Regions from separate parts of the Mus musculus genome. Here all the other regions are linked to region 3. A link is a contact called in public Hi-C and promoter capture Hi-C data. All regions are on one chromosome and are shown on one strand. The core of a region is the stretch at or near the end of the contact, and the rest is flanking DNA. Distances in the headings are between cores, read along the strand shown. Region 1 holds the start of Ropn1l (ropporin 1-like). Region 2 holds the start of Pabpc1 (poly(A) binding protein, cytoplasmic 1). Region 3 holds the start of Mtdh (metadherin). Region 4 overlaps Ankrd33b (ankyrin repeat domain 33B). Region 5 holds the start of A830021M18Rik (a long non-coding RNA gene). Region 6 holds the start of Ywhaz (tyrosine 3-monooxygenase/tryptophan 5-monooxygenase activation protein, zeta polypeptide). Region 7 holds the start of Zfp706 (zinc finger protein 706).

The links. Promoter capture Hi-C pulls out the DNA fragments that hold promoters and counts their contacts. A called contact is a pair of places that touch in the nucleus more often than the background predicts. Capture Hi-C pulls out chosen DNA fragments and counts their contacts.
Region 1: a contact with region 3 is called in a promoter capture Hi-C map of pre-B cells, with 8 times the contacts expected there. The contact joins the promoter of Ropn1l here to the promoter of Mtdh in region 3. A contact is called at or near these places in 5 of 39 promoter capture datasets (3T3-L1-derived adipocytes, cranial neural crest, hippocampal neurons and 2 more), 4 of 115 datasets of contacts at active chromatin or transcription factors (acute myeloid leukemia, astrocytes, bone marrow-derived dendritic cells and 1 more) and 1 of 9 other capture datasets (adipose tissue).
Region 2: a contact with region 3 is called in a promoter capture Hi-C map of pre-B cells, with 4 times the contacts expected there. The contact joins the promoter of Pabpc1 here to the promoter of Mtdh in region 3. A contact is called at or near these places in 3 of 39 promoter capture datasets (the C10 cell line, liver and pre-B cells), 1 of 115 datasets of contacts at active chromatin or transcription factors (embryonic basal ganglia) and 2 of 9 other capture datasets (adipose tissue and liver).
Region 4: a promoter capture Hi-C map of pre-B cells shows a contact between it and region 3, with 6 times the contacts expected there. The contact joins the enhancer-like site here to the promoter of Mtdh in region 3. A contact is called at or near these places in 4 of 39 promoter capture datasets (the C10 cell line, liver and pre-B cells), 1 of 484 Hi-C or Micro-C datasets (B cells), 3 of 115 datasets of contacts at active chromatin or transcription factors (the 230-238 cell line, large pre-B cells and stem cell-derived neural progenitor cells) and 1 of 9 other capture datasets (liver).
Region 5: a promoter capture Hi-C map of liver shows a contact between it and region 3, with 3 times the contacts expected there. The contact joins the promoter of A830021M18Rik here to the promoter of Mtdh in region 3. A contact is called at or near these places in 2 of 115 datasets of contacts at active chromatin or transcription factors (the 230-238 cell line and astrocytes) and 1 of 9 other capture datasets (liver).
Region 6: a promoter capture Hi-C map of the C10 cell line shows a contact between it and region 3, with 6 times the contacts expected there. The contact joins the promoter of Ywhaz here to the promoter of Mtdh in region 3. A contact is called at or near these places in 1 of 39 promoter capture datasets (the C10 cell line) and 2 of 9 other capture datasets (adipose tissue and liver).
Region 7: a contact with region 3 is called in a Hi-C map of CD8 T cells, with 9 times the contacts expected there. The contact joins the promoter of Zfp706 here to the promoter of Mtdh in region 3. A contact is called at or near these places in 1 of 484 Hi-C or Micro-C datasets (CD8 T cells), 2 of 115 datasets of contacts at active chromatin or transcription factors (bone marrow-derived dendritic cells and large pre-B cells) and 1 of 9 other capture datasets (liver).

The regions. Positions count from the first base shown.
Region 1 is chr15:31,452,220-31,455,364 of GRCm38.p6, reverse strand. It overlaps Ropn1l (ropporin 1-like), which reads left to right and starts at 1,676. Exons shown (of 5, transcript NM_145852.2): 1 at 1,676-1,952. The coding sequence starts at 1,822. It overlaps Gm49208 (a long non-coding RNA gene), which reads right to left and starts at 1,694. Exons shown (of 2, transcript XR_003951491.1): 1 at 1,453-1,694; 2 at 1-685.
Region 2 is chr15:36,607,622-36,610,696 of GRCm38.p6, reverse strand. Pabpc1 (poly(A) binding protein, cytoplasmic 1) reads left to right here and starts at 1,724. Exons shown (of 15, transcript NM_008774.3): 1 at 1,724-2,383. The coding sequence starts at 2,191.
Region 3 is chr15:34,081,191-34,084,612 of GRCm38.p6, reverse strand. It overlaps Mtdh (metadherin), which reads right to left and starts at 1,894. Exons shown (of 12, transcript NM_026002.5): 1 at 1,200-1,894. The coding sequence starts at 1,577. Gm41291 reads left to right here and starts at 1,387. Exons shown (of 1, transcript XM_011245387.3): 1 at 1,387-2,871. The coding sequence starts at 1,606. The coding sequence ends at 2,139.
Region 4 is chr15:31,335,412-31,338,937 of GRCm38.p6, reverse strand. All of the region lies in intron 1 of Ankrd33b (ankyrin repeat domain 33B), which reads left to right. Among named protein-coding and RNA genes, the nearest start is that of Ankrd33b, 31 kb to the left of the region's middle. Within about 2 kb of position 1,992, at least 87 of the 459 cell types and tissues checked have an H3K27ac peak or open chromatin away from gene starts, as enhancers often do. A contact at or near this core is called in B cells, liver and pre-B cells, where this site is marked.
Region 5 is chr15:36,724,740-36,727,793 of GRCm38.p6, reverse strand. It overlaps A830021M18Rik (a long non-coding RNA gene), which reads right to left and starts at 1,549. Exons shown (of 3, transcript XR_875150.3): 1 at 826-1,549. Gm41297 (a long non-coding RNA gene) reads left to right here. Exons shown (of 3, transcript XR_875152.2): 1 at 1-79.
Region 6 is chr15:36,792,951-36,796,023 of GRCm38.p6, reverse strand. It overlaps Ywhaz (tyrosine 3-monooxygenase/tryptophan 5-monooxygenase activation protein, zeta polypeptide), which reads left to right and starts at 1,486. Exons shown (of 7, transcript NM_011740.3): 1 at 1,486-1,879; 2 at 2,349-2,545.
Region 7 is chr15:37,005,860-37,009,124 of GRCm38.p6, reverse strand. Zfp706 (zinc finger protein 706) reads left to right here and starts at 1,723. Exons shown (of 4, transcript NM_026521.4): 1 at 1,723-1,997. It overlaps LOC115488529, which reads right to left. Exons shown (of 2, transcript XM_030248876.1): 2 at 652-2,269. The coding sequence ends at 1,321.

The sequences.
Region 1 (3,145 bases), core at 427-2,926, 2.6 Mb after region 3:
AATTAAATACATTGCTGTTTAATGTAGGAGTGGTGGAAATATGCTCTTTGAACCCCAGACCTCCCTCTTTAATCTGTGAAGTTGAAAGTCCTCGCCAAAGGAAACCAATACTCAAAACTGGTTATCTCCTGAAACACAGTGATTAGGAGAGTTGATGTGTTAAGTGACTGAAGATGTCTGCCTCCAAGGACCACAAGTGCAGAACAGATAGTAACCAGAAGATGGAAGAGAGAGCGAGAAGTCAGCTGCCCAAGCCAGCACACAGGACTCCCTCCGGGGAGACCGCTGAGGCCTAGCTGCTTCCTCAGTGGGCTCGTTAGGTCTGCACACATACACACCTAGTCCTCCATCAGCCTCCTGCTGCTACTCTGCAAGCCTTTAAAACCATGGGTAGACTGTCAGCAAGGCACAGGCCCCTCTGCATCACTTTATGTTGTTTAGCCATTGCGTTGGGTTTTTTTATTTTGTTTTGTTTTCTTTAATCTCCTTTGCTTATACAACCGTGCCTAAGACTTTCTTTCGGCTCGTTCATTTATGCTTTAGGATGTACTTGGAGGAGGAAGGAGCTTCTTGCTCAGGAACCACACCCATTTTGCTTAGGTGGCCATTTCCTTGCCATAGTGTATCTGGTAAAGCAGACACTTCCGTATGTATTCAGTGGATTCCACACAACGGGGCATGGATGCTGAAATTAAAAAAAAAAAAAAAGTGAAGTATTTGGACTGGTAACAGAATGAAAAGCAAACATTCACACTACAGATACTGTACAAACGAACTAATAGTAACTTATGTAGGGAAAAAAAAGGTCAATGTAGGCTAGGCTCACTTTTTTTTTTTTTTTTTTTTTAGATACAACAGCAAAATATAATTCACTTAAGAAAACAAAAGCTGAATTGTCACAATTTATACCTGAGACTTTTAAGAATAAAAGGAACAGACACCTGCACACCCAGATTGTTTTACAATCTTTTCCGCTTCACCAGTCATGTGGTGGTGGTGGTGGTGGTGGTGGTGGTGGTGGTGGTGGTGGTGGTGGTGGTGGTGGTGGTGGTGGTGTGGGTGGGAACAGACTTGTTGCTTCTTGAAGCGCTAAATGTTGCCCAGGCTGGTCTCCAATTCCCAGCTCAAATGAACCCCAGCCTTGCGAGTCTCGCAGTCCCCACATCAGATTTTAACTCTGTTGGTTTTACCCGATTGTGTTGTTTTTCTTTGGAGACCATGATAGAGGTTTTAATAAAAGTTAACCTACCAAGCTACATAATAGGCATTATTATTTACTCCTTATGCCTATCCCCCCCCTTAGGATAAATATTGCTAAGTCGTTAGAAAATCCTGTAGTCCCCAGATAAACGCTCATTTCTGTCAACAGTGTCTGAGAGTCCTTGTTTTCCCATTCTATTAACTAAATGTTTTTTTGCCAAGCTGCTTTGGTTTGGAAATGTGTATTCATACAGTGGGTGTGTGGACCAAATGGAGTCACACGCCAAGCCGAGACCCTGGTCGAGACCTCTTGGGGTTCGGATTAGCGCAACCTCCGCGTTTTAGGAAAACAAGCTGTTTTATGGCGCTCTCCGCTCTGTGGTCACTCGTTGGTCACAGAGGCCAGCCGGACGTCCGCCCCTTGTTTGCTGAGGCTGTGCGCATGCGCAGCTCGGGTTGCCTGGAGACCGCACGCCACAATCGCGTGCTCTATCCGCTCTGGGCGGTTGGGCCTCAGTTTCCTGAGGGGGCGGAGCAGTCCCTCCCCGCCGCCCGCTGCGCTGACCCTGCCTCTCCTCCCCGCAGCACAACGTCCCAGGCCGCCGCGGTCTCCCCAGAACGATGCCGCTGCCCGACACCATGTTCTGCGCGCAGCAGATCCACATCCCCCCGGAGCTGCCGGACATCCTCAAGCAGTTCACCAAGGCTGCCATCCGTACGCAGCCGGCGGACGTGCTGCAGTGGTCGGCGGGGTAAGGCCGGCCAGGGAACCTCACCCCGTTACCGAGTACAGACGCCGACGTTGTGGGTGTAGACTAACAAAGCTTGCACACCAACCGCGGGGCAAAAAGTGGCTCCGCTGAGTTTAAAAAAAAAAAAAAATCAGTTACAGGGATGTTATAAATGAAACCGCCCAGAACAACTGAATTATGCCCCCACCCACCCCCAAATGAGGCAGAGGTATGTGAAAGCTGCCACCTGAGAAAATTGTCCAGCACAGCTCACAGCTAGCGAACCTTCACACTCTAGAAACAAGGACAGGAACCCTTTCAAGGGCCTGACCATTATAATCTTAACACTCATTCTTTCGGTTTTACAAGAGAACTGTGCCACTTTTTAAATCACGAGAATAACTATTTTTAGCCAAAATTTGCTAACTTTCTCTGAACTATATTAGCTAAGGTGGTTTCGTTACTTTTGGCTGTTTTAACAACTCGACTTTTAAAAAACGACAGCTCTGGAGGTAAAAGCAACAAAACATCTGGAGCAGGCAACAGGCGTTTGGGGTGGCTGCTTCCATATCAGACTCGGCTGTTGGAACTTCCTGGCCCTTCTACAATCCGTGGGTTCTCTTCTGCCTTCCTCTCCTGAGGAGTCCTGTGATACATTTAGGAGCCATACCGTTTCTTCAGGATAGTTTCCCCCATCTAAAGTCCTTAATTGTGCAAAGACGCTTGCCATGTAGAGTACCTCTCACGGGGCTTCAGGGGACAGGACCTGGATGTCTTACTTAGCTCCGTCAGGGTCACCTGTGAGCCCAGCGGTCCCTTTGTCAGTTCTCTCAATAACCCCTCAGCGATATTACATATGCTCGAGCCTTAGAGAGAAGGGCTAGGGTGTCTTTATGAAAGTTTATTTGCACTTCAAGTCTCCGCCCCTATTGGCACATTTATTAATACTACAGAGAGAGTTTTTTTGAAGCCTTACACAAGAAATCCCTGATTCATTAGACTGCCGATGAGGGAACAACTATGAATAGGTGTGAATCCACCAAGCCACAGCATTGTAACCGGGGCCTGGACTTTTAGGTCAACAGTTCTGCATCTGTTTCTCTCGTGGCTGTCCGCACCACTCCTTAGCTCATTAACGAAACCACAGAGAGGAGCACAAAAGTCTTAGTAGTTATAGGTGGAGTTGACCCTAAAGGGTGAAGAGAGAGGGGGTT
Region 2 (3,075 bases), core at 475-2,974, 2.5 Mb before region 3:
ATGAATTATTGTTTTAACTAGAGCCTTATTTGAGTAAACAGATTTAGATTACATAGCATAATGTGTCTTCCTAAAGAACAGCCTTAAGCCGGGCAGTGGTGGTGCACCCCTTTAATCCTAGCAATTGGGAGGCAGAGGCAGGCGGATTTCTGAGTTCGGGCCAGCTTGGTCTACAGAGTGAGTTCCAGGACAGCCAGAGCTCCAGAGAAATCTTGTCCCGAAAAAACAAAAAAACAAACAAACAAACAAACAAAGAACAGCCTTAAATGATACTCATGTGTTAAGCATACAACATATTTTTCAAAACTGTTATCTTCCATCAATATGGGTGGGGAGGTGAAGATGGGGGAGAGGGGACAGCATCTGTGTAAGAGTCTCCGGACTTAAATTCTAACTGAGAAGAGTTATAACTAATTTACACTAGGCAATAGGCTAGGCTAACGATCATTGAAGAGCTGAGCAGTCATTTAACTTCTGACACCATTAACGGTAAAAATAGTACTATTTGCTTCACTTCCCACACATCATTGTCAAAGGATGTTTATAGAGGACTTCAAAAACTGTAAAACCTACTAAAGTGGAGTTTTTGGGTTGATGTAATGTCATTTCTACGAGTTGATATATTTGTGCCTATCAATCATTTATATTAATCCCCAAACCCTGGCATCCAAGAGCTAGATTAGGGTGGCCCTGACCTCAGAGATCTGCAAACCCCTCCTGCCTTTCCAAAGCTGGGTTAAAGGCGTGGGCACCACGCCTGGTGAAGTGGGTTAAAAGCGTGGCCAACCACGCCTAGTTAAGCAGGCTATCCAGGTTTGTTTGGGTAAGAGTGACAGATACCGAGTAATTATGAGAAACGCATACTTTAAAGGAAAAAAAATTTTTTTTTCGAGTCCTTTTTACCACTGTAAAAAATGTAGGAAGTGGCTAAGTGATTCCAACAGAACATCTTAAGCGCCAGACTCCCAACTGCCTTTATCCCATCCCCTCCCCTCCCCCTCGTCGGGGCCGCGGACCCGTGCTGGGTCACGCCCGGGACGGTTGGGGTCCGGTTGAGGTCAGCCAGCCCGCGGCCGTTGAGAACTCCAGCTCCCGGCAGGCACCGCTTCCGCGGCCCACGCGCGTGGCGGCGCTGCCCGCTGGGACTCGTAGTGCGGTCCGGGTAGGAGAACGAGGCAGTTACCCTGCCTCCTTCCGCGCACACCTAGGAAACCCGGCCGGCAAGGCTCACGCCCGCCCACCCGTTTCCAGCGCCGCTCGGGGGTGGGGGGCTAGCGAAGCAGAACCTCAGCCGGGGCGGAGGGAAGAGGCCGCCACTAGACGCGCACGTGGGGGGCGGTTGGCGCCCAGAAACCCGGAAGCCCCGCGCGCTGCCCACCCGCTGCGCTGACGGGTTAACGCTCTTTCGGGCGGGGGCGGGGCGTGTGCGCAAGGGGCGTGACCAGCGGCCGCGCCGAGGCCGCCCACTGGCCGTCCCGCCCTTTCCTGGCTTTGCGCAGCGGGAAGTCGGCCCCTGGCTGTGGCGCCTGCGCAGAAGCCCCGCCCCGCCTCGGGCCCAACCCCCACGCCCGCAGCAGCGGCAGCCGCCGCCACCTCTCCCTTCCTCTGCGCTTTCCTCCGCCTCCTCCGGCGCCGTCGCTCGCGTAGGGCCCTGGCGTCAGACGCGCGTGGGCGGGGCGAGTGCGGCGGGGGGTATAAGTAGAGGGTGCAGGAGGCGGTGCTTCCCCTTCTCCCCGGCGGTTAGTGCTGAGAGTGCGGAGTGTGTGCTCCGGGCTCGGAACACACATTTATTATTAAAAAATCCAAAAAAAATCTAAAAAATCCTTTGAAAAAACCCAAAAAAAATTTACAAAAAAATCCGCGTCTCCCCCGCCGGAGACTTTTATTTTTTTTCTTCCTCTTTTATAAAATAACCCGGTGAAGCAGCCGAGACCGACCCGCCCGCCCGCGGCCCCGCAGCTCCAAGCAGGAACCCAGAGACCGAGGCCTTCCTGCCGCCCGGACCCAGCACCGCCAGCCTCGCTCCCCCGGTTCCACGGCCGTTGAGTACGCGTCGATTCCGGTTGAATTTTGTCCCTCTGCGCTCGCCCCCGCTCCCCTCCCCCCGGCTCCGTCCCCCGGCCCCGCACTCGCTCTCCTCCTCTCACGGGAAAGGTCGCGGCCTGCGGCCCCGCGGGCAGCCGTGCCGAGATGAACCCCAGCGCCCCCAGCTACCCCATGGCCTCTCTGTACGTGGGGGACCTGCACCCCGACGTGACCGAGGCGATGCTCTACGAGAAGTTCAGCCCGGCCGGGCCCATCCTCTCCATCCGGGTCTGCAGGGACATGATCACCCGCCGCTCCTTGGGCTACGCGTACGTGAACTTCCAGCAGCCGGCGGACGGTGAGCGGCAGGCCGGAGGGTGGCGGGCGGGCGGCCATGCGGCCGGGGCGGCGGGCCTAGCGGGGCGGGCGAGGGGGCGGGAGGGCACGGCGCCGCAGCCCCTCGCGGGCCGGCACTTCCTCCTCTGCGACCATTTTCTCGCCATCGGTCGCTCTCAAACTTTAGGGCGATGACGCGCCCGGAGGGTGGTTGAGATAGCCTTCACCGCGCTCCCGCCACAAGCTGTGGGATTCGGGGGTTTCGAGTACCCTCCTGGAGCGGCGGGTGGAGGTACCCCTCCATCCCCTGCCCTGGCCCGGCAGTCAGGCCGGGGAGGAAGTACGATTCAGTGTTGGGAAATACCACGTGTTGAACCCTGTAACCTCACAGGCCCGAGGCCTGTTCCTGCCGGTGGCTCAATCGCTGGGAGGAGCCCTAGGCTTTAGAAGAAAGTTAAATAGGGTGATGCCTGGTGGTGGTGGTCCTTAGGGTCGTAAGCTCGTTCCTAATAGCACATCTCTGACCTGTGGACCAGGAAAGGCACCTTATACCATATATAATTGCTTGGGGTTTTCCCTAGATGAAGTATTCTTTAACCATGCCGTGGAGGAGGGGATGTGGAAGACTCTAGGGCACCAGACTCCTTGGCTCATTTTCAAACAAATTAGATCTTAAGTTTAATAGAAGTCGTTATTTAATGTATACATATGTAT
Region 3 (3,422 bases), core at 645-3,144:
AGAGCCTGGTACTTACTGAAGTGTTCTCAAAAGGTGGAGACTTACATTCAGATAATATTGGAGGCAAAGTTTCTCTATGTAGTCCTTGCTGTCCCGAAACTATAAAGATCAGGCTGGCCTCAAACTCAAAGATCTGCCTGCCAAGTGCTGGGATAAATGCATCCACCACCACCACTACACTAATAAATATTTCTAATGTTACTTATCTTTCATATTACACAAATTATGCAAAACAGGCTACTAAACAGTTCAGTGGGTAAAGGCACTTGCCAAGAAGCCTGAGTACTGGAGTTCAATCCCCAAGATCCACTCTGTGGAAGGAAAACCAACCCCAGTAAGTTCTCCTCTGACTTCTGCATGCATGCCACGGCACAAGATCTCTCCAACAAATATACACAGAACAAAATATTACAGAGAAATCACAACACAGGATACAGAAGTAAAACACTAAGGCCTAACAAAAATGGAATAGCTTTCGCATTTCCACATGTGGTCCAGCAAACTGCGGCTTGAAATCTCCTCTCAACCTTCTTCAGCATTTTAATCTGTCACCTCTTTATGCTTTATTAAAAAACAAAAAAGTCTTCCACATCCTTTGACTGTACTATAGACTACTTTGCTGTACTTGCCTTATGTTTTTCTCGGGGCCATATATCCCGAAGGCGTATTAGATCGCCAGCTCCCTTTTGCCCAGTTCCTGTACCAGCAACCCAATGGCCACACTCACCAGGATAAGACAGGGTAACCATTTCCCTTTAACATTTCCAACTAAGATGAGTATGGCTTGATCTGAACACCTGTAATCCTCTTTAAGCCAGTTTTTAGGTCACCCCTATCTTCCGTGACGGTCTCAGGTCTCAACGTGGCTTGAGATAGACATCTCTCTCTACCGGGCAGTCTTTTCAGAACTTCCCAACGTCACTGTAAGGTCCCATTAACCTCCACATGCAGCCTACTTTCTTTCACAGGCCTCTAGGAAGGATCTGCTTTTGGGGAAACCAAGGTTCTCATATGATGGCTGTAAGTTTGGTCACTTTTATTTATACCTACCCCTGGAGTTAATTTCCATTCAGGAAAACGCGACTTTCCTACTGGTTCTTACACTTTCCGACTTCCCCCTTCTCAAGGAACGTGTTCACCTACCACCTCGACCTGAGCTCTCGCTTCCCTTGACCACCGGGCTCCTCGCCACTACTCACTTTGGGCTTTTCAGGAAGCTTCTTCCGGTTCTTCTTCTTTTGCTCCTCGCTTCTGAGATTCTTCAGCTGGGCTAGGTCGTCGGGGGCCGGAGTCGGCGGGGCCGCCTCCTCCCGTTTGCGGGGCGGGCTCCTTCGCTTCTTGCGGGCGCCGGCGCAAGCCGCGGCCCAGCCGTAACCTAGAAGGAAGAGCAGGAGCAGCCCGAGAGCGCCGGTGCCCACCAGGATCACCCAGCCCGGGTACCGCTTCGGCTCTAGCCCCAGGTCGAGGCCCAACTCCGTGCGCAGAAAACCTAGGCCGACCGAGAGCAACTCCCGCAGCCGGGCAGAGCCCTCCTCGGCCTGCTGGGCCAGCTCGTCCTGCCAGCTTCGTGCAGCCATCTTCCCTCCCGTCAGAGAGACTCGCGGGATGACGCCGGGGAGCGGAGCCGCCGCTGGAACAGTCGTGGGAGGCGACAGGGCCGCGACACCTCAGGCCGAGCGCATCGCGGCCAACCCTCACGCCGGAGTAGGGGATAGAGGGCCGCCGCCGCCACGGGGAGAGCCAAAGGTTCCCAGTCTCCGCAGCCGGCCTCACGCCGCCGCCACCAGGAGGACACGGGGCGGCGGGGACAGAGTGTCTCCAGAGGCGGCCGCTAAGCGGCGTCGGGGCGCCAGCGCCAGGACCCGCTGTCCTCCCCCGGCGGAACAATGGCGGCTCCGGCCGCGATCCACGCTGCGCGCGGAGGCCGGTCGGGTCACGTGGAGGCTGTGGGCGGGGCATGCGTCACATGGGGCGATGGGCGGGGCCGGGCGGACTCTAGTCTTGGAGTGGGGTCTCCTTGAGCTGTGTGGGTTTGGAGGCTTGGGGCGACTCGGAGCTTGCGAAGCGGGAGCTAGAAATCTGACGGTGGAACTCCTTCAGGCTCGGGCTTTCTGGATGCTGAGAGGGATTCAGGTGTGAGGCCTGCGCACGAGCAAGGCGGCCAAACCCATCGGAGTATGAGCAGGCTTTCCGCTCTCTTTCCTGCAGTGGTGGTGCAGTGGACCGGCTTTTTCTCCCTAGGTCAGGGGCCAGTTGGATGCTTCCAGAGGGAGCTCGGTGGACTCTGAGGCAGCGAGCACGTGTAATTCACATCCGAGTATTTCTTCGGGGCGGACTAGCATATTAACGTTTGCCAACGTTTGCGTCTGTTCTGTCGTTCACTCCTGCTGTCTGTTGTCAGGCTCCAGATTTAAAAAGTCGGCAAACCCGTGGGAGGCACTATTATTTTTCTACTGATTTGTAGCCTTAATAGGAAATATTGAGAGGAAGCCCTTAGACTGTATTTATATGCAAGAGAAGCATATTATTTTAAGCTTTTATACAACCCCAAAAGAATTGCAATTTTTGAATGCTTGTGTTGTCCAACAGTCAAATGTAGCATTAGAAGGAAACTAGGTGGGTTGGGGAATGTCGCTCAGCAATAGAACATGCTTACTGAACATATGCAAGGCTCTGGCGTCGATTCCTAGCACCAAAAATAAAGAGCTGAGGCGCTTCTTCCCTTCTTAATTTTAAAAATGCTTGAGGACTACCCTACTATTTGTATTTTGACTTTGCGGTAAGGAAACAGTGTCTATAATTAAATGTTAATTAGCATGTAAGCAGCTGAAGTAAATACAAACTAAAAACCTATTCATGTATTTTGACCCATCAGTATTGTAATGAGTCTTGTGATTAATGGGTGGAATAGAGTTTTATACGTAATAAGCTACTCTTGCTAAGCTTTTTTGCAGACTTATAATTAAGGGCTAAGTTATAAAGGCCAGAACCTTAAAATGAGATCTGCATGACCTCTAAAATTAACAAATTCCATTCATATTTTTGGAATAAGATTTATAACCCCACCTATTTGGGTTGGTCATAGTTTTTCTAAGAAGTTCTACTGATCGTTTTAGATCATCACCTGTGGATTTATGAATTAGAGAATTACAGAAATTGTAGGTTAGCATACTAGTCCCTTTGACAGTCTAGCAAGTAAATGATTTAGTAAGATCAGGTCATCTTGTAGTTTTTTTTTTTTTTTTTTTTTTCCACTTGCTGTATTTGGTATCAGGGACATACTTGTCATTATATCTCGCCCTCCTTCTCTCACTCCCTCCTCTTTGTGTATGCACATGTATATGCACTTCGTTTTTGTATTCATGCTGGGGATTAAACCCAGATCCTTAAGCATGGTAGGCAAACGCTCTCCCACTGAACTA
Region 4 (3,526 bases), core at 743-3,242, 2.7 Mb after region 3:
GGTTTGAATGAGCAATGGTATCACGCTCCTCAGGTCAAGTGATTGGATGAGCAATCCTGCCATGCCCCTCAGGTCAGGTGATTGGATGAGCAATCCTGCCACGCCCCTCAGGTCAGGTGATTGAATGAGCAACCTGCCACGCCCCTCAGGTCAGGTGATGAATGAACAATCCCACTCCCCTCCTCAGGTCAGGTGTTTGAGCACTTGTCACTAGTTGATTGTGCTGTTTGAGGAGGTCACCAGACCGTTAGGATGTACCGTCTTGCTGGAAGGAAGACAGCACTGGGCGTGGGCTTTGATAGTTTATAGCTCACTACATTTGCAGTTAGCTCTCCCAGCTTTCTGTGTGACAAAATGTGACCAACCGTCTTGCTCCTGGCGCCCACTGCCATGTTTTTCTTGCCATTATGGACTCCCCCTTTGGAACCATAAACCAACAAAAACCCTAACTTTGAGTCTTTGTTGTTGCTGTCTTGTTTTTGTTTTGTTTTGTTTTTTGGTTGCAAATTATTTTACCCCAGCAATGAAAAATGCACATGGGGATATATGTGCCCCTCTGTGCCTGGCTTATGTCACTTGCACACTATTCTCCAGGTTCATGTATGCTGTGGCATGTATTGGAGTTCCATTTCCTCATAGAGTGGAGAAAGAGTCTTGTGTGTGTGTGTGTGTACACCACACTTTGCTTATCCATTTGCTGACGCCTTGGGTGTTTGAGTTATTGTGAGCAAGGCAGCTGTGAACACGAGTGCCCAGGTCTCTCCTGGAATCCCTGCTTTGAACCTCCTCAGATGAGTACTTCAGACTGGTACAACTGAGTTATATGGCAGCAAGCCTTCCCGGGGGTTTGGCTGGTTCAGTAGAATATTTGAAATCCGTCAGTGTTGTTGCGTGTAGCAAGATTTTCTTCGTCTATTGTTAAAGCTGTTTCCTACATTTGTGTATGTGCAGGTTTACTCACTTGATTCCCCTTTCACCTTTCTTCCGTCCCATCGCCCCCTCCCCTCCCCTCCCCTCCCCTCCCCTCCCCTCCCCTCCCCTCCCCTCCCCTCCCCTCCCCTCCCCTCCCCTCCCCTCCCCTCCCCTCCCGCCCCAGCTGAGAGAAAGTATGATCTGTCATACCAGCTTCGTTAGGCTTCTTGGTGATGAACATCCACACTGTTTGTCATTTGGGGCTGTGAGTTATGAATCAGGCTCCCGATGTTCTTGTATCCGTCTTAATTTGGGTACAGATATTCTTTCTCTGGAGCGTGTCTCTGAGTGGCACTGCTGTGTCATGAGGCAGGCACATGCTAAGCTTTAACAGAGACTGGCTTCCCAGTGGTGTTCACACCCCCGTCTGCTGGGAACATGCGCGCCCCACACCCTTGCCAACATTTGGTATTGTCAGTCTTTTTAATTTTAGCCTCTCTGGTGGGTGTGCGTTGCTGTCTCTTTGCGGGTTTGATTTGCATCTCCCCGGTGACTCAGGATATTGAACACCTTCACATTTGGAAAAAAAGGTTATAATTTAAATTCTTTTACATAAAGAAAGCGCATTAGGAGACATTAACGAACACCTGTAAGCACAGACATTCCAAAGCCCAGAATGTCTCATCGAAGTCATCTACCCTGACAGCTATGAGTCAGACAGACAGATGTCCGTTTCAGTTACGTCTGAAATCACAAATGAGGCAGTAGCCTGGGTTTTTGTTTTTTGTTTAAAAAGCAGACAGGAGCATGTATTTAAAGACTATTTTAAAAATAAAAGAAAATGGAAGGCTATCTTTCCTCCTCACCTCCCATTGGAGAGCCAGGCTTTCAGGGGGAAAGTCTAATTGCACTCCATGCTGGGAGGACCGTACTGTGGTTCTCCCTGACTTAGCCTCGGCCCTGATTGTGAACCACCTTGACCTGGAGGCTTCTCTGCAATTGTGACATGGTCCTATCCTTCCTGCCTAAGAAGTTTCTGCCTGCTCTGTGCCAACCCCTCTCAAAGCATGGCTGGTTTCCACCTGCTGTGCACCACCCGCTGTCCCCTGAGTCACCTCATATTGCATTGTTTACTTCCTGGGCTCCTTCCCTAGACCCAGTTTCCCCAGAGGAAGGACCACACACACACACACACACACACACACACACACACACACACACACACGCATCTTCTGGGTTCCTCTTCCTATTTCTACACACTACCAGAGCCTAGCTGGTGACCAGTCCCTGCTGGTAGGGTAGTATATGGAGACGGTTCTAGAGGCAGTGTGACACCCCTCCCAGGAGCTGATTTTCTGTGTATATTTGTCTAGCTACTCAGTCTTAGCAGATAGAACTATACCTATGTATTCTTAAATCTAGAAGACAAAATACAAGCCACCATTTCCTGACCTTTCTTCATGACCTTTTGCCCTGTTGGCCACAGGGCTATCATTTGCTCTCAGCGATGCAGCCTGCTTGCTGGTAGTATCATGAAGGAGGCATTTGAGGGTGACTGTGGGTCTGTAGATTGGAAATAGGTAAGAATTTATTAGGATATACCATGAGAAAGACAGGACCAGGCAAGAGAGTAGATGTGCCTCTTCACTAAAATTAAACAGAGCACAGTTAAAGGAAAACAAAGGAAGGTGCAGGGGACCGTGTCTGGTGTTGCTGAAGGAGAAGTGTGTGGATTTGGGTTCCCGGGCAGTGCGAGCATCTTCACTGCCCAGCCGAGAGCCTTCTCGCTCACCCAGCATTCTTGCCTGCATCTTCTGGCCTCATGTCCTTTCACTGCTCAGCTGAGAGCCTCATTCACCCCACAGCCCTGTCCCATCTCTTCCTGCCTCAGGTCCCACAGGCCACTTGGGAGCTTATTAAAGAATGTATGCTCTGACTCTGGGGGCCGGGGCTGAGGCCTGAGGTGTGCCTTTCTCTCCAGCTCCTGGCAACACTGATGCTATCGGTCCAGAGACCTCCCTTGAGTGGCTGGAGCAGAGCGTGAATCCAACTGGGTTAGTCTGAGGGACTCATCAGCCACCTTGTTCATTCTCCACCCTTTGCGTTGGTTGTGTTGAATCCTGCCGCCCATCATCTAGTATAAACCAGCCTGGTGCATCCAGCTCGGTATTTGTGAAGATATTGTCTTTCAAAAAGTTGTGGGGAGACTGGGAGATTGTTTAAGGTATTACGCGCTTGCCAGGCAAGCATAAGGACCTGAGGTGGGATTTCCAGCACTCGCCTCAAAATGTCAGGAGCTCTGGAGTCTGGGGCAAGTAACAGATGGGCCCCAAGGGTTTATTGACCAGGCAGATTAGCTAATCGGTGAGTATCCGGTTCAGTGAAAAGACACGGTGCCAAAAATAAGTTGGGGACAGGCTGACTTAGACCTCAGTCGCTAGTCTCCATGTATACATACATGTGTGTGTGCACATGCGCTTATCACACACAGGCGCATGCACCGATGTACACATAGAGACGACCATACACAGACACACTAAGTAGACTGAGTTGATGTCTGAGGGCCTGCAGATAAAGAAATGGGAAATGCTTGCAGATAGCCCAATGTGTTCTA
Region 5 (3,054 bases), core at 300-2,799, 2.6 Mb before region 3:
GAGCAGAATATCAGCATGGGGGTCAAGAGTAGAGAGCAGCGCCTGAAGCAGCGTTCTGTCTTCTAGCAACTCTGCTCAGGTTGGAGAGCAAGTGTGCTCCAGGCACTCAGGGCGGTGGGGCGCGCGCGAGAGATCACGCCGTGCCACAGAGCACTGGGTGGCAGGGTTGAGTAGGCGGGGCTGGGGGGCCGTAGCTGCAGCTGTGTCCTTGCTGCCAGAGCTCTAGTCAACTGGCTGCTGTGGAGTCAGGTCAAACAGGGAGGGAGACAGCAAGGGGGAATGTGGAGAGCTCAGGATTGTCAGGCAGCACCGCCCTGAACAGAGAGTGAGGGGCGGATGGAAAGTACGTGGTGGCGGCAGAATCAGGGGAGCAGGGAACCGGGAGTGGAGAGCAAGCAGCAAGAAAACGTGGGGTAGGGAATGGTCTACAGATCGCTAGCTAGAGAGTTGTAAAAGTTTGCTATTAAAGTTCCAGTAAACGGCCATTTAGAGTTATTCTTTGATGGGTATAGGGGCCAAATTTTAACCAGGAGACGTGCTAGCAAAGATATTCCCTTCTGGGTGAGAATAGGAGCAAGTGACTTCCCCGTTCCCCGGTGTCTCTAGTACAAATGTGATAGCTAGAAACAGAGGCAGCCAAAACAGATCACCAGCCACGCAGTGAACTAGCAGCTGAGCTGCGGGACCAGTGCACGAGCTGTGTGTGGGGCTCAGAGCCTGAGGGAGGATGGTTTGCCTAAGCGTAGGATTTTTTCAGCAGTGTGCAAGAGAAGCCAAGAGAAAAACCGTCAGAGAAAGAGAGACAGAGACAGAGAGAGCACTCACCCAGGGGTAGAGGTCCGAGAACGAAGCATCAGTAAGAAGACCAGGACACCACGGGGTGGCTGCAAGCTCAACAGCCCTCCCTTGGGACCAGAGGGCGTTTATGCTGACCAGTGAGAGTAGGGAGCTTTACCAATTCTCCAGTGCTTGGGTGGAGAGGTCTAGCAAGAGATCCATCCCATGGCTGCAAAGTCCATGTGGCAGCACGGAAATATGAGCTCATGCAACCTGTGAGTTTCTAAATCCCAGGCACAGCACCCGTGTTGGTAGAGGCGCTGTATGGTGGGTGAGGTGGAAGGGCTGCCTCCACAGGCCCCCGCTGAGGCATCCCCTCCCCCTGAGGCATGGTATGGAGTTTATTTAGGGCATGGGGAAGGTGGGAGGCAGAGAAAGGCGGGAGGTGGGGAGAGGAGAGGGAGAAGCAGGCCAGGAACACATGGGGAGAGGAAGGGGGGAGCGGGAGAAGGGGCAGGTAGTAAGAAAGAGGATCAGACAGCGAGGAAGAGACATGCAGACCCTTTTAGAGTGAGCCAGGCATACCTGGCTATTGCCAGGTCATGCCAACAGTAACTTCTGCTCTTTAGCAGCCTGTAGTGACATTAATTCTCTTTACATTTAGACAATTTAAGTGTCTAAAGATTGGTGACCCAACCAGGAGAGCAATAGCAAAGCATTATATGGCAAGCATTTGTACCACACTCCCTTGTGACATAGCCCAGCCCATCAAAGGTCTGTACCACACCCTCTTGTGACATAGCCCAGCCCATCAAGTACCAGCATCCTCCCAGGTGTATGTTAGCTTCCTCCAGCTGTGGGCCGCGTTGGGTGCCAGAAGTGCTTCTCTGTCCTCTGTTTCCTCCCTCAGGGTGTCCAGGCACCAGGCTTGAAGGATGAAGTGGAGTCTGGAACAGGTTGGGACTGGCTCTCAGTCCAGCTGAACTCACATGTGGGCATGGGGTGGAGGGCTTCACCAAGGAAGGCCTTCTCTGGCGATTTTAGTCTTACAGCTCTTTTAGATGACTCCCAATGAAGTGGCTCTTAGATGGTCTTCAGTGAAATAGCTGGTGCTCACTTACTTTATTTGGGTGGACAAGGGCTGTATATGAACTTTGGAGAGTGGAGAGGAGTTTTCAGGGTGAATGTTGATGACTGGCTGGAGCTCAGTGAACTGGGAACGCCTCTTTTGTGTGGAAAAGCTCTCCAGGAATCCCAGGTATTTGCTGGGCAGGTTCTTATGGGGTGTAGGGAGAGGAATTTGTAGGTTTGCCAAGGACCCCATTACCTTCCTCAGGTAGAGGATGGGGGGGTAGTCAGAGAAGTGGAAGCCCTGCTAGAAAAAGGGAATTCTCCATTTTGTGCTGAGCTCAGAGGAGCTACACAAAACATGGGGATGTTCCATTAGCTGAATGTTGCTAGAGGAGTGATCTTACACGCGTTCGCAACCGGCCAGGAAAGACGCAACAAACCAGAATCTTCTGCGGCAAAGCTTTATTGCTTACTCAGGAGCAAGAGAGGAAGAGCGCGGCAGAGAGAGGCAGAGAGGAAGAGAGAGAGAGAGAGACACAGAGAGACGCAGAGAGAGAGGCAGAGAGAGGGGCAGAGAGGGAGAGAGGCAGAGAGCAGAGGAAGAGAGCAGAGGAAAAGACGAAGAGGCGAAGAGATGAAGAGAAGAAGAAACGAAGAGACGAAGAGGCGAAGAGAAAGAGTGCCAGAACCCCGTCCCTTTTAAGGAGAATTATCCTCCGCCTAGGACGTGTCGCTCCCTGATTGGCTGCAGCCCATTGGCCCAGTTGTCATCACAAAAAAGGCAGAGCACATGGCGGGAAAACTGCCCCTGCACATGTGCAGATTATTTACTACTTAGAACACAGCTGTCAGCGCCATCTTATAATGGCAAATGTGAGTGCGGCTCCCCACAGAGTGAAGCCCAAAGACTTGTGTCAAGGTGCTCATGAGTCCAGCATGGGACAGTCTGGGAAAGCCGGAGTTTATGGAGTTTATAGGTCAGTGGTCTCCAGAGGTTGGCAGATGAAGATGCAGAATACAGGTTTCTTCAGCTATTCCTCATATTTTGAGGGTGGCATACACCATTTTGCTCAAAGCCTGTAGAATAGAGACAGAAGTGGGGGCTGATGCAGAGCTAGAACACACTACAGTGGCACACTCGTTGTAACAACTCCAAAACACGTTTGTGTCCAGTGACAAACACTGCCCTCCCCCTCTGCTGGCTCC
Region 6 (3,073 bases), core at 237-2,736, 2.7 Mb before region 3:
GCCCCTCTTCTGATTGCAGAGTCCCGCACATTAAGCTTCACTCAGTCAAATGATGCAGAGCTGAGACGATAGCCTGCCGGGACTGTTTATGACTGAAAAGATCACCCTTGACACGTGTTTCCAGTTGGAATGACAGACTGATGCTAATTTACTTGAACTCTTTACCTTACTGTGTAACATGGGACAGAAATTGAATGAAATGTCTAGTGTTGGGCTAACACGTTCATCTCTGAACTTTAGACCTACCACTTTTAACTGTTTCACTTCGTTTTCACTGGGTTTTGAACACCAGGGACAGCTACCACCCTTATTGTTCCCAAAATGTAATTACAGTAAACTACATGGAGAAAACACACATGCATTCCTCAGCCACAGATGGTAGTACTTTTATTGCTGATATTTTACTACTGTGCCTATCAAAGTATAGCGGAGACATCAACTGCATGAAGTAAGACCCAAGTAAAGAAGACAGGAAGACAATTGGGCAGCTAATCAAACTCACCAGTAACTTCCCCATACTTCAGGCCTATAGGCTCTGGGTTTTGGCTTTGCTACATATTATTCTTTAGAATTCTTCTCAGTTGACCTTCCATGGCAAATCTAATTCTGGCCCCCTTGCAGCCTTATTATGCCTTTATTAGGCAAACATGTTGATTGGAGTTTGTAAAAACTAAAAGCACCTTTTGGTTTATTAAAACACAAAGAAACCTTGCTAGTTAATGCACAAGGCAAAAGCCCAAACTATTTTCCAAAACAAGTCTGCAATTTATGCAGAGAAATCTCTTAACTTTCCCTGAGGTGTATATTCCATATAGACGTGTATTACAGACATTAACAGACATTTCCATTTTACAAAAGATTTAACCTAGTATCTTCTGTCAAATTTCTAGCACCTACTACAAAACTGCAAACATAAAAGCTTTTGAAATAGTCATTTTAAGTGAGTCACTCCCTGAAAGAATTTACATTACAGCCAAAGTAAGTTGACTTCAGTATCTTGGAGATAAAACCTGAATTAATTTGCTCATCTGCTTAGCATGTTATCTGTTGCTGTGGAAACCGGTGTGTGTGTTGGGAGGGGGGAGGGCGGTTGGCGAGGGGAGCGACACTGAACTGGTCACAGGCAAATCTCTACCTAGCTGTCATTTCAGGCAAATTATAATTTGTACAACAAACTTGTGATTCAAACAATGTAACCAACATTCTGATGAAAGACAGTGGTAGGGAAAGAATGCTTGTCATGAAGTCTTCCAGGGGGCTCTGGGGCTGAATTCCTGAGGTTCTTTTTCCAGTTGTGCTTAGTGTAGGCCCCAGAAGGGGCTCAGTGAAAATATTTTAGCTCAGAGGCGCACATTTAAAGAGAGCAAGGACAGATTCTTCATAGAGACTGCATCTCCTTTCAACTTCCGTCTCCTGGGTGGAGACCTTGCGGGTTCAGGCACCTGCAATTTCCGCCCTTTTCCTCCCCCCCCCCCCTTTCCGGGCGGAGGAGCCTCGCTCCTCCTCCAGCTAGAGCCCTAGGAACGGCCACGCTCCCTAACCTTGCTTCCAGGACCTAAAAGGGTCGGTCACTCTCTTACAATGCGCTAATTAGGAACAATGTGTCTCCCAATGAAAGCTCTACAGAGGGTAAAGTGCAGCCCACGACAACAGTTCGGTGTGTTCTAGCCTGTTTCCCCGCCTCGCCCCACGTCAGGCTTCTACGATCACGTCCAACCCGCTAGCCCAACCCTTTCCCCGCTCCTCCCAGCGACCACCCATTGTCCCCGCGGCTGTCACGGTGTGGACGCCGAGCTCGCGACTGGAAAGGCAGGGCGTCATTCAGCCTCGCGCTTTTCCCAGCCTTAAAAGGTCTAAGGCCGCTTCCTGCAGCCAGAAGGTAAAGCGGGCCGCCCGAGGGAGCAGCCGCGCCCGGGCCTCCCTGCCCCGGCGTTGGCGGAGCCGCTGCCCTACTCTCGGCTTCTGATCACAATGCCCTGGCAGTAGAGCTGCCTTCACCCTGCCCCGCAACCCGCCCACCGCCATTACCGGCGCAGAGAGAGGGCGGCCGAGCGGGAAGGGGGTGGGGGGGAACGCGAAGGTCCCGGATGTGCCCGCCAGTGAGGTGGGGGCGGGGAGAGGCTTCCTTCCGCGGGCCGCAGGGGCGGGGAGGGAGGGCAGCTCGCGGGGGCGGCGGGGAGCGAACCGAGCACGCGGGTGAAGGCAGGGTCGGGAGCGGAGCGGAGCGCGAGTACGCGCTCTCCTCCGCTCGCCCTCGGGCACGGGCGGGCCGGCCGGGCGCGCGCAGGGGAGCGGCGGTTGCGCCGGGCCGGAGAACTGTGGGCACCAATCAACGGTTGCCATAGCAGCGTTTGACGTCATCGTGCGTGTGGTGCCCCTGCTGCCGGGGCTAGTGATTGGAGGAAACCCCGTGTCTGCGGAGCGGCTGTAGCCTGTGAGCAGCCAGATCAGGGACAGAGTCTCAGCCTCGCCGCCACCGCTGCTGCCGCCGCCGCCCAGAGACCGCCGAGCCGCGTCCGTGTGCCGCCACCCACTCCGGACACAGGTGAGGAGCCGCCCGAGTCGGCCTCCGGTCCCTTCAGCCCGCCGCCGCGCTGCGGCCCGAGAGGGGTCTTCTCAGGAGGACCCGGGCGGCGGCTCGGCTCTGCCGGGCCCGGGCAGGCGCCCACCGCCGCCCCCGGCCGCTTGCTTCTGGCCTGCCGGGCTGCTCATCGCCCCGTTCTGGTCCCCGGGGTGGGGGTGGCGGATGAGGCGCCCACGCGCGAGACCCAGGGGCTCCCGCTCCCGAGGGCGACCGCGATCCGCCCCCGCCGGCACCCTGCTTCCGCCCGCGACTGTGACTCGGCCGTGGCGCAGGTGAGGCCGCCCCCACCCGGGGCGCCCCCGCCACCCCCTCCCCCACGGCGGGGGGCAGCCAGGTAGCACGCGGGGCTCTGGGGTGGGGCCCGCCAGGGACCCTGGGCTGGGCTCGCTGGGGCCCGCAATGCCAGAAAGGACTCTCGGGACGCGCGGTGGGGGAGGGGCGCGGCCAGAGCTAGGCGTGGGGGTACCGGGGCACGGGGTCCCCAGCGTC
Region 7 (3,265 bases), core at 474-2,973, 2.9 Mb before region 3:
AGGCATAGCAGGAAGACATTGTGGAGTTTACTGCTGTGAACTCGGATTCCCCCAGGGAACATCTGTAAGTATCCTCAAAGACTTTTACTTTTCCTCAAGTGAAAATGGGGTGCTATTGGCCCCAGCCAGAAAGAAGGCAGAGCTACCACTAAACACCTAGTGACTCCCCATAGACCCCGGTTAACAAAGTCCTGTCCTGAGAGAGAGAACTAACTCCAGCTACAGCTTTTGTCAGGTTCCTGCAGGAGATATGAATTAAAAACTCAAGGGATACTAGCTTTTGAGTATTCCCCCAGGCCACAGGACAAAAAGCAACAAACCAATCCTACTTCACAAGACTTCAGACACCACCTCACCCCTGCAGATGTCACAGTCTAGTTGCAGTGTCCATTGTCATTCATGACTAGACAAACAGCTCTTTGTATTTCCCAAGTCTAGATCCTCCAAGACTCTCAACCCAAAAGGCAGATTAACACAACAGTAAATGTGGCCACCATTAATAACTATGTTATAGCTTCTTGACATGTCTGTTCCAAACCTGTCTCTTTAGACACATTCTGTTCAATATTGTTTTTTCAGCACTTTGTTGGTCACTGGCTATACAGTAATAAAAAGGAGATTACAGATTACCATCAGCAACAGTAACAAAACTTAAACACGTAACTACATTTTAATAAAGGCTTGTGAGCATAAAGTGAAATGAATCAAAGATGAGCCCACTTCAATCATGGCCCAGCTGCGTTGCACCTTTCTGGCTATTTTTAACAATACTGTGACAAGGTTATCATAGTACAAGTAAAGTAGACTATGCTCATAGTCAACGAATTCTCTGGCTACTGGCAGGCAAGTTTGAGATTCTGACTGGGCATGGCGACACATGGTCATGTAGCTCCTGTGGAGGTGAAAGGGTTCAGTTCTAGGACAGACTGAACCACATAGTGGTTTTAAGGCCACAAAAGCAGTATACCTATAACCTAATTAGATCTAATGGGGAGCAGCTTGTTGCAGGTACAGGGCAACAAATGCAGAGATTTACAACGCCATTTCTAACCACCACTAGATGTTAGAATTGCAATCGCTCTTAATAAGGTATCTGAAGTTCACAACGTGGTCTAAATCAAGTGGAGGCGGGGAACGACCTTTTATTCTTTCCCCAAGTATTAGCAATCCAATAGCCAGCCTGCACAGGCCAAGCGAGCACGTTAGGATTTAGCCGATTTTTCAGGCTCAAGTCTCCATCTATGTGAAAGTCCCTAGTAAGTCAAAATACCCTGAGCACGGAACCAGTGAGGGAACAATGGCAGCGAGTCTGGCAGGGGGTCATGGCCGAGCGGCGGCCACGCGGGGCCCCGGACGCGACTCCCCCGCCGCTCCGGCTAGCGCCTTACAGGGCTCCCGGCTGGCCAGGGAAAAACGAGGGCGGCGGGGCAAAGGCCAGGCCGGGTGAGTGAAACACGAAAGAGTGACTGCTGAGCCACTCGGCCGACAGCCGCCCGTAGACCGGAGGTCACACACCGCAAGGGCAGGGGGACACGCTGAGACGACACCGAGAGAGCGGGCGGGAAGCAGAGGGGCGGGCGAGGGCCCCGCAGTTCCCGTCTTAGGCCCCGCCCCCGCGCGCTTATGTAACAGGGGAGAGCTGCCATTGGCCTGCAGACCGGAAGGACGCGGGCATGCTAGAGGGGCGGGGCAAAGCCGCCGCAGGAAGGTGAGGGGCGGGACCGCGCGGGCAAGCAGGCGGCGCTGAGGCGACTGGGAGTGCGGCGCGGCGTGCGCGGGCACGAGCGACGGGCCTGCCTCGGGCTCAGGCGCGGCGGGCGCGCGCTGCGGCGGGTGTGCGAGGCGCGGGCTGTTGTGCTCCCGGCTCTGCTCGGTCCTTCCTCTGCGGGTGGCGGAGGCCCCAAGCGGTGCGGGGCTCGACCCTTCCTTCCCTACTCGTCCTGCCCAGCTCTTCTCGCGCTGCGCGGTCTCTCGGACGCCAGACCGGCCCGGCCCGGGTAAGCGGCGCCGCAGGACGCGGGAGCCGGGGCGGGAGGCACGCGGCGGCGGGAGGCCGGGGCGGGCGTCGGACTCCCGGCGGAGCGGGCGCGGGGCTGAGGGCCGCCGAGGCCTCGGGCGGGCCGGGCTGCAACCGTGGGGTTGAGTCTGCCCACGAATGGCTGTTGAGAGCTGGGATCGTGCCGCGGAGCCGACCTGGGCCCCTTGCTCTGGCTGGTTGCAGAGTGTGAGCCCATTTCCTGGCTCCCCGGCCTCAGAGTAAGTTGTTTCTCTTTAAGCGGCCCCTTAGGGCCTCCTTCTCAAGAGTCCTGGTATTCCAAGAACTCTTCCTGGTTCGTAGCTCATTTGCAGCCTCCTGGGAAAGCTAAAACTTTTATTAAAAATCAGCTGGTAACTGTTTGCAAACGATTTATTGCCTTTCAGTTTGTCCCACTTAATCAGGGAGCGATTTATACGTAAGATTTTGTCAAAAACTCGATGAGCTGGTCAAGAGCAAATTGTAAGTTGAACTGTCCGAAAGCAGGTGGTTGGATCGTTTGCACTTCTGCTTTCAGAAAGGAAATCTGTGCTGTCAGAAGTTAGGGGCCTGCCCCGCTCAGCTAGCCTGTTAGAACAGATCTCCTTTGCCTAGTGTTACATTTTGTGTTTATTGAAGCGTTTGCCTTTTTGTAACCGTTGGTGGTGGTAAAGAAAATGGGTTAAATCTTAGGTGTTCTGTTGTGTTTTAGGAGAAGCCCTAAACGCAAAAGTTAAAAAATAGTTTTTGCTTATCTGATGGCATTGTTTTTACAGCACGCTTCATGAAAAGGTTATCAAAGTAGCTGCTTTAATTTCTAGATGGCAAGGAAAGTTCTGGAATTACTGATGTGAGGTTCTGTAACTTAAGCATAAAACCCTTAAGATCTGTTCACCAAGTAATTCACATACATAAGCCATGCTTTATGGAAGAGTTAAGATGTTTTAGACAATCAGAATGATCTAGTAAAGATCTGATACTAAGACAGGGGGACATTAAGAGTGTTTTCAGGACTGGAGAGATGGCTCAGCGGTTACGAGCACTGTCTTCTCTTCCAGAGGTCCTGAGTTCCATTCCCAGCAACCACATGGTGACTCACAACCATCTATAATGGGATCTGATGCCCTCTTCTGGTGTGTCTGAAGACAGCGACAGTGTACCCATATATATTAATTTTTTTTTTTAAGGAATGTTTTCAAAGCATTGGTGTTCATGTATTGAAGACCCACCATCAAAATGTACTTTTAAATA